2 separate regions of the Mus musculus genome follow, and region 2 is linked to region 1. A link is a contact called in public HiChIP or PLAC-seq data. All regions are on one chromosome and are shown on one strand. Each heading gives the region's core, a stretch centred on a gene start, on an enhancer-like site or on the middle of the called end of the contact. The rest is flanking DNA. Distances are from core to core; before and after follow the strand shown.

The links. HiChIP or PLAC-seq counts read pairs in DNA pulled down with a chosen protein or histone mark.
Region 2: an H3K27ac HiChIP or PLAC-seq map of embryonic stem cells shows a contact between it and region 1, with 2.5 times the contacts expected there. The contact joins two enhancer-like sites. A contact is called at or near these places in 5 of 15 datasets of contacts at CTCF or cohesin (embryonic stem cells, large pre-B cells, liver and 1 more), 77 of 484 Hi-C or Micro-C datasets (the AtT-20 cell line, B cells, CD4 T cells and 31 more), 6 of 115 datasets of contacts at active chromatin or transcription factors (astrocytes, bone marrow-derived dendritic cells, embryonic basal ganglia and 2 more) and 3 of 9 other capture datasets (adipose tissue, embryonic stem cells and liver).

The regions. Positions count from the first base shown.
Region 1 is chr10:19,289,808-19,294,699 of GRCm38.p6, reverse strand. No RefSeq gene overlaps it. Among named protein-coding and RNA genes, the nearest start is that of Gm40607, 49 kb to the right of the region's middle. Within about 2 kb of position 3,464, at least 14 of the 459 cell types and tissues checked have an H3K27ac peak or open chromatin away from gene starts, as enhancers often do.
Region 2 is chr10:19,527,317-19,531,814 of GRCm38.p6, reverse strand. No RefSeq gene overlaps it. Among named protein-coding and RNA genes, the nearest start is that of Gm33104, 43 kb to the right of the region's middle. Within about 2 kb of position 1,519, at least 62 of the 459 cell types and tissues checked have an H3K27ac peak or open chromatin away from gene starts, as enhancers often do.

The sequences.
Region 1 (4,892 bases), core at 2,215-4,714:
ACAACAGCCACCATATTCCCAGAATCTAATGGGCTCAGCTTCCACCTTTACCTGTGACCATGTCACCACCCATATCTATCTATATAAGAGGAATCTCTCTCTCTCTCTCTCTCTCTCTCTCTCTCTCTCTCTCTCTCTCTCTCTCTCTCCTCTCTTTCCACCACCACCTTGTCCCTCTCTCTCCCAATAAACCTCTTACTTGTGGAACTGTTTTGGCCTGGTGTGCTATGTTTAGATGTGAGCCGCTATTCTAACACATCAGAACCCACGTGGTGGGAGGAGAGAGCCAATCCTGAGAATTATCCTCTGACCATCACACATTCACCTAAGTCTTGCACGCGCCCAACTGGCCAGGAAGAACGACGCTGCAACAGGATCCTTCTGCACACGTTTATTCAGTCTTCATCTTTCTTCTTGTTTATATCTCCCTTGTTTATATCTCCCCCGAACCCTGGGCCTCTCACTCTTTTATACTCTCAGTTCCCATCCACGCACAGCAGGCCACGCCACCTCACCAGGCACGGAGCTTCAGCTAATCAGGGCAGCAGGGGCATATCTCCATCAAAATGGATTCACCAGTATCCTGGTACACCTGCGCAGCTCTCATGATGGTTGTGGCTTATATGAGGAAGTCAGGTGCAAGTCATACGACTTAGCTGCAGTCCCTGGCGCCTTTGGGACTGCCGCCACACCTGCCCCCCCCCCCCACACACACACACACGTTTCAGCAAAGACGCTACTGATGCTATAGGTGAATGTAGCTCACCAATGACTTGGTTTTGCTTGAATTAACACCCAGTTTAACACAGAGGCGCAGGACCGAGGGGCTTTGGCTGCTCCTGCTCTTTTCAGATTACTCTTTACCTTTGACCCATGAGCCGTCTCTTGACAGTTACTGACGAAGACAAGGTTGCACTTGGATTCTCCATTTGTGCTGCATATCTGGTAAAACGATATTTGTTAGCACACATACTGATAGAGGAAATGAAGTTTTAAAATAACATATTTCCTTTGCATAAATGCAACTCATTTATAAAACCAATGAAAAGAAAGAGACATTCATAGCTTTGTACTTTCATATAAGATCCTTTTGATGTATTTTCTTTCTCTATAAAACATTTATCTCTTGTAGCAACGTAAAATCTGTGCTGTGAAACACATCATGCTATCACTACAGGCAAGTCTTTCGTCTAACTTCATTTATATTTGATAATGAACTTTGTGATGTGCTGTCTGGAATTTTTTGAAAAGACTAAGTTTTAGTGTTTATGTAGAGTGAAGAAGTACAGAACTTATTACAATGAGAATTTTCAACATTACTTTCACTGAAACACTGTAAGCATATTAAATGTAATTTAGTTAGTAAGAAAATAAGTACCAACATACTCAAATAGATATCCAATCATTGTCAAAACTGGATACATGTAAAATATAGAGATAAAAGAAAGCAAGGTTGAGGGGGAGAGATGGAGAGAGACAGACTGTGAGATCAGAGAACCAGAGGTTTTTGGTAGGATCAGAGAGCATTTCTCAAGTGCCCACAGTGACAAACAATAACCATCCCAGATGTTTGTGAAAAGATGATTTAGTCACAGTGGAAGAGAGGCCTCCCCCAGTGTCTCTTTCTTGGTACCCTGAAGTCCTTTTGGAGAGACTGCAGCATCTCCTTTAGTGGAAGCCACCACTTATTTAGAGTCCAGACAAATTACTTTTGGCCAAGCCATATGGCTTTCTCAAGAACCTAACTTGAAATGTGAATTTGAATGGGGTTGCAAAGACTTTTGGGTATCCTATTCATGAGTGTGTCTATAGACTCAAGGGTCTTGGAGTCAGTTCTACTAGGTCTCAATTTTTTTTTTCTATTTGAAAGGACAGTAAGGCTATATTATTAAGAAATGGAGAGAGAAGTAATTGCTTAAGGTGTACAGTCAAAACAAAACTCCATGTAATCATTGATCAGAGTTCAATGTTCAGTGTATGAAGAGAATCCGGTCTATCCCGTGTTATGCAAACATGTAACACCCCAATACTGTCTGTGGGAAAATGCATTTACTCCTCTAACTGAAAGGCTGGCCGCTGATGAAAACAGCAAACACTTGCTAAGTGGCAAGCAGGATTGAAGTTAAAGAGACAAAACATCTCCAAAGTTAACTGAAGTCTTAATCATTTCAGACATCTTTTTCTGTCCTAAGTCTCTTAATCAGTTCTTATCCATGTTTTCAAGACTGATCAGAGCTTTGAACTTTTAAAATGATGCCCATTTTCCCCTAATTTAAGTGTTCTCAACACTCTCCTTGCTCCTTGGGTGTAACAGGATCATTAGAAGCAGTTGCTAAGTCCTTAATTCCATGGAACTATTACTTCCTGTTAGTGTATTTTTGGAAACAGCTGTTAGGCAGCTAATTGTCTAGAAAGCTGATAGCTATTTTAAAGGGAATATTTAAACACCAGATTTTCTTTTTAACTAATAAATATAATGTAACTTTATAATATTCGGTTAAAATTTGTACAAAGTTGTCAAATAGCATACCTTTAGAATCAATTCTTCTACTATGGTGTTTCACAATAACAACTCCCAAAATGCATTTTATAGTTTTAATGTAGGCAGAACTGTCTCTTTACATAATGGTACGAATAGGTTAAAATGACCCTAATCATCTTTCTCCAGGGAAACAGCCTAGAGGCTTGCACTGGGTGCTTCTCTGTGTAGTATGGCATGTCCCAGCCACCACTAATTTTCAGCTAAGTTCTACTCTTCCCTAAAGTGGAAGTTGGGAAAACATGCATTTTGCAAGGGACTCAGGCCCACTCCTGAATATCACCATATTCAGATTTTTAAAAAATGCAAAAAGCAAAACAAAAAACCCAACATAGAACAACCTCTCTGGCTTGTTGACTTACTTTTACCCCATCACTTAGTTCCACAATAAACCATCGTTTAATTGATAGTTTCATATCTACTTTGGAAGTTAATAAAAACCACTTCCTATTTTCTTGTGTGAGAGGGTGGGTTAGACACTGTCTCTGTGTGATGCAATGAAGAAGAGGAGTGCAGGTGACACAGAACAGACTCCGCAGAGACAGAAAAAGAGGGAAAGCTTCTTAACTCACAAACAGCGCGGGTAGGATAGCTGAAGGTGGAGAAATAGAACATAACAATGAAACAAAGAGACCAAACGCAGCAGCTCCAGCCAAACTCTCCCCAGCACTGGAAAGGAAAATAGAAGGCTTACTCAAAAGGCAAGCCAGGCCTGCGGGTGGTGAGAGCTGGTCATGTACACAGGACCAGCACACAGCTCTAACAAGCCTCTAACCCAGTTGTGAGTTTGGTAAGACAATGAAGTCAGCACCTGTGGATAAATAAAAAAAAAGAAAAAGAAAAAAAAAGTATTTTAATAGGAGCCTAAGAAAGAAGGGGCAAGGTGGAACAAGGAACACTTAGTCAATCTGACGCTGCCTCAGGGGACAGAAGCCGCAAGTAGGAAGTGGAGAAACTGAGAATGCCAGATGCTGATGTGCTGTCATAGTCAGGGTTTCTATTCCTGCACAAACAGCATGACCAAGAAGCAAGATGGGGAGGAAAGGGTTTATTCGGCTTACACTTCCATACTGCTGTTCATCACCAAGGAAGTCAGGACTGGAACTCAAGCAGGTGAGGAAGCAGGAGCTGATGCAGAGGCCATGGAGGGATGTTCCTTACTGGCTTGCTTCTCCTGGCTTGCTCAGCCTACTCTCTTATAGAACCAAGACTACCAGCCCAGAGATGGTCCCACCCACAAGGGGCCTTTCCCCCTTGCTCACTAATTGAGAAAATGCCTTACAGTTGGATCTCATGGAGGCATCTCTCCAACTGAAGCTCCTTTCTCTGTGATAACTCCAGCTGTGTCAAGTTGACACAAAACTAGCCAGTACAATTGACCCCTTGTCAACTTGACACACAAATACATCACTAGTAAGCCTCAACCCTTAGTTCTTATTCATCCCCAAGATCTTAAATAACTTTAAAAGTACCACAGTCTTTACTTATTAAAAGCTCAATGCTTTTAGAATATCCATTATCTTTTAAAATCCAAAGTCTTTTTACAATTAAAAGTCTCTCAACTGCAGGCTCCACTCAAATACTTCCTTCAAGAGGGAAAAACATCAGGGCACAGTCACAATCAAAAGTGAAATCAAACTCAAACTGTCCAATGTCTGGGATCCACTCACGATCTTCTGGACTCCTCCAAGGGCTTGGGTCACTTCTCCAGCCCTGTCCTTTGTAGCACACACCTTGTCTTCTAGGCTCCAGCTGCCTGTACTCCACTGCTTCTGCTGTTCTTGGTGGTCATCTCATGATACTTGAATCTCCTAACCACTGCATGACCCCTTCAGTCCTGGGCCATCAATTGCAACTGAGGCTGCACCTTCACCAATGGCCTTCCATGGCCTCTCACAGTGCCGAGCCTGAGCTGCTCTGCATGACCCCTTCATGCCTTCAAAACCAGTACCACCTGGGTGACTCTTACACATTACCAAGTCCTGCTGCAGCATGAGGTACGACTTTGGCTAACTCTGGAACACAGCCTCTTTGTGCTTTCAGAAAACACTTCCCAGAAGATGTCACCTCAATGATGCTGGTCTCTTCTTAATCACCGCTAATTTCTTAGCTCCAGCTAACCAGCATCAATAGTCCCAGTAATGCAAAGGTTTCACTTTAGTAGTTCTGGTATCTTGTTAATCACAGCTGATTCTTCAGCCCCAGCTAACCAGAACCACAGAATCTTCACAATCAAACTAGCAATGGCCCTGAAAAAAGTCTTTAATTTTCCCTCTGAAATTTCACAAGCCAGGCCTCCATTTTCTGCACTGTTCTCAACGTTATCTTCCAAGCTCCTACACAACATCTGACA
Region 2 (4,498 bases), core at 270-2,769, 240 kb before region 1:
TGGCCTACCCTAAGAGTACTGCAGGTGTGGGACTGCCTACCAGGAATGAGTCTCTACCCTCCTTACTTATTTAACTGCCATTCTTTCTTCAGATCAAAGTCCAAAACATCACTTCCTCAAGCTTCCTGAGCCTCCAAGGCTGGGCAAATGCCTTATTAGGTAAATAGAACACAGCACCTGACCTTTGAACTGTGAATTGCAAGTACACGAATATTTGCTCTAACTGTGTTCTGATTGCAGCCCTTGCTAATAGCCTGGGAATTCCTTGAGGGTGGGGCTCATGCATATCTGTTCCTGTTGAATTTATCTTAGTGTGTCACATACTCTAGAGGTGTTTCATCATCTATCAGCTATTTATTGAGTGATGAGTTAACAAATTAGGCTGAAAAAAGTTAAGCACCCACTCATGCTTTGTAACAGGTACCATGACAAGCTTTGATAACCTAAGTGTGTGGTGGCGGGGCAATCATGCCTTATGTAGTTTACAACAACAACAACAACAACAACATCAACAACAACAACAACAACTGTAGCACAGAGCCGGGGTTTCCACACACAGAGCTGGGAGTCCTGCCATTCTTCAGAGAGAAGCAGCTTTTAATTGACCATATTACAGAATACTTTTAAGCTGGGTGTTGAAAGAGGTGTTCAAAGCTGCCTTTGCAAACTCTTGCAGATTTGTGAGTGTGCACTTGTAATAGGAAAGAGGTAGGTTTTGCTTTTCTGGGCCACTGTCCTTGGCTTGCAAATCCCTCTGTGGAGACTTGAATGCATAATGAGTGAGTTATTTCTGAAGATTAAATGTAAGTGGATTTTTACTTTTAGATAATCCAATATAATAACTTGGTTTTTAATTGAGTGACTTCAGGGGATTATGTAGGTTTAGAGAGTTCTCTCTGTTCCTCACGCATATCTCTGCCTAAATTTCAGAATCCTCTGTAAGCTCATCTTTTCTGGGGATTGAAACCCATGGTAGGCAAGTGCTCTACTACCAAGCTATACCCCAACCAGGCTCAAGCTCACGTTCTGTCTCTTTTTCTTCATGAGTTTAACACCCACTGCTACCATGGTCTATTACTGTTTTCTTTTCTCATGCTTTCTCTGAAGAACTCACTCACTAGCATTGTTCAATGTCTTATTTTGAAATGGATTAGCTTGGATAAATTTAATAGTAAAGAGCCTTTCAGGGTATCTACTACTCATGGTTTGACTGACACATCCAGGCTTCTATCTCAGTGGCCATGGGTAGATGGGGATCTGAGTCCCTAGGCAACAGGCAAAATGAATTTGCTGAAATATTTGGATTTGTGTGTGCTGCAATAAAGAACTGGACTAGAGACACATCATAGCCACATAGAGATGGTTTATTAAGAAAAGGACAAGCCTTCGGAGACAGAAGTAGGCTAGTGAGCCAACGGAAGAACACGTGCTCAGGAAGTGGGCCATACACTGTGTGAACTTCTTATAGGGTGTTTATAAGCACACCTGCTCTTGAGGTTGTGGTGTGTCGTGTTTGAATTGTGCATACTCTATTAGCTGCGTGAAGCCCCGGTGAGGAGGGGCTTGGGTCTTCCTGTCAGCTAGGTCCTTTTACATGTTAGTGTTCTGGTCTAGGCTCCAGCCCCACTTTCCTGTCATAACACTACTCCTTTCATAGAATTCAGACACAAAACCCCCTCCTTTGTTTTTCCTAAGCAATTGAGCACCAAGTTCTAGACTGTTGGACACCAGGCAGGAAGAGCTACAGTGGGCAAGAGCACCCTGGAGACAGCTCGGTGTCTTGCTCAGCTGCAGATTGACATGAAGATGAACTTTCATGAATTAATGCCTTTTAGATGAATTAATGACTTTATAGAATTCCTGATTTGAGTCAAATGATTTTAAGAAGTCTAAAGAGATGGTTTTCGCCATGTTCTGAACTCCTCACCTTTCACATTCTGAGCCTGAGTTTTCTGTGGCTGAGTCAGCCCTGCCCTGAGGTTATGACTCAGCTAACATCTGTTACCAGTGTCCCCTCCTTACCTTATGGCCTCTGTGTACTTCTTGTTCACCTCTTCTTTTTTACTTGAACGATACCTAATTATCCTTCAAGGTACGGTTTAATCATTTATTTCTTTCTCTATGGAAGGCATCACAACTCCGAGCCCTCACCAAGATGCAAGATGATGATGACCACCAGTTTTACGGGTCTGCCTTATCATCACAGATTTCTCCTTCTCCTTCTCCTTCTCCTTCTCCTTCTCCTTCTCCTTCTCCTTCTCCTTCTCCTTCTCCTGCTCCTTCTCCTTCTCCTTCTCCTTCTCCTTCTCCTTCTCCTTCTCCTTCTCCTTCTCCTTCTCCTTCTCCTTCTCCTTTCTCCTCCTCCTCCTCCCCTCCTCCTCCTCTTCATCCTCCTCCCCCTCCTTTTCCTTCTCCTCCTCCCCCTTCTCCTTTTCCTTCTCCTCCTCCTTCTCACTGTTCCATTTAAGGGATTTTAATGGAATAAAAGCTATGTGTTAGGTAATTCTTTTGAAAAACAAAACATATCAAACCACTGAAAACTCTCCACTGATATTGAAAGCCTAATTAGGAACTAGATAATAAATACTTAGTTTCTCTGACTAGAAAGTTCTCCATTGCGTGTATGGATATAGTTATAATGAAACTTACTTATTTACACTGTAAAAAATACATTTTCTACTGAGCTTGTTAAGCTATCCTTTGATAGCCGAAGTATCTTTTGATAAAGTACACTATAAATATTTGTTTAAGTCGTATGGCAGGATAGAGAATTGTTGGCTTTAAAGAAAGTCTAGATCGGATGCTGGCTCACTAACATTCAGTCAGACTGTGTTCCACCTGACAAACACAGAAGCACTGGAAGCACGAGATAGGCCCTGTTATAACAGACTTGTATCCCTCTGCAATTCTTGATCAGGAAGAATCTTAGGCACAGTATGCAATGGATTTCACTAAAACTGAAGAAACACAACAGGTGCTCATGCAGGCAGACTCCCCAGGCGAGCAGGAGAGGGATTGGAAACTAATATCTCCCTCTACCACCTTATTCCAGAGGGCTGATTTAAGCAAATGAGGCAGATTTCAGACTGATCATCTTAAACAAAGAAAAGATAGCTGGTAGGCCCACAACTTCATGCAAGCTGAGATACATCCAGGGTTGACCTTGGGTATGCCTGGGCAGGTAAAAATGCCTGTGATAGGTGAAGAAATTAGCACTTTACCATCTTGTTTATTTATGGCCTCTTCCAATGTCTGTCTGCCCATTGGGATGCTTCTATGCTTCCAGATCGACATCAAAACAACCAAGTTTATTTGGTGTATAACATATGTTAAGTGGGAGAGAATACAGTGAGAAATAACAAAAGTCAGATCCTGGTGTGTGCCCTCCACGCTGGAGCTGACACGCTGGAGTCCTGGTCCTGCTTCCCTAGGGCCCTCATGCCCTTGTATTCCAGAACCCCAGGTCTGAGCAGCCCTGAGTCAAACATGTTTTCTCTTTATATTAACTCTTCCTTTTCCTAACACTACCATCTTAATTTCCTTTTGCTTCTCTAACAAATTGCTATGAGTATGGTAGTTTAAAAGGATACCAGGTTATAATCTAATGGTTTTCGAAGTCCAGTCTGTACTGGGTCTCACTGGAGTTAGGTTGTCCCTGGAGAGAATCTGCTTCCTGGCCTCTTCAGCTTCTAGAGACTGCCCACATTCCTGTTCTGTGTGGCCTTGCCTTCCAGATCCAAGCCTGCTCACATTGTCTTCCCCTGACTGCTTTTTCTGCCTCTTTTACTTGTAAAGGTTAAATTGTGGCTATCCTGGGTCCACTTCAATAGTTAATAATAATATCCTCATCTCAAGGTTCCTTTCTCATTATTATTTTTAGAGCTAAATCATTTTACTAAAAACATTATACACACACACACACATTTTTTCTTTTTCCTCCCCTAACTTCACCCAGATCCTACCTACCTACCTCCCTAACCATCCAACTTCATGCTTTTTCTCTTCCAAAAAAAAAGCAAAAGCAAAAACAAACAAAAACAAAAATCAAAACAAACTAAAAAAAGACAAAAATACCAACACACACACACACACATGCACACATGCACACGCACCATGGAGTCTGTTTTGTGTTGGCCAACTATTATTCTTGGGCATGAGGTCTGCCCTACAGTGTGGTTGATGTACCCAGTGACATTCCATTAGAGGAAAACGGATCTTCCCTTCTCTATCAGGTACTAATTGCAAATAGTTTCTTGGTTAGGAGTGGGACATGGTGTCCACTTCCCCTTCTCTGTGCTGGGAGTTTGTGGTTTGAACCTGTGCAGGTCATGCTGTCACAGTCTTGTGAGTTCACTTGTGCATTATCCTTGTTTTGTATTGAAGATGCAGTTGTCCTAGAGTTGTCCACCAACCCTGGCTCTTACAATCTTTCTATCTCCCCTTCTGCATAGATCCATGAGTCTTGAAGGGTAGAGGTTCCTAATTTAATCAACATCTG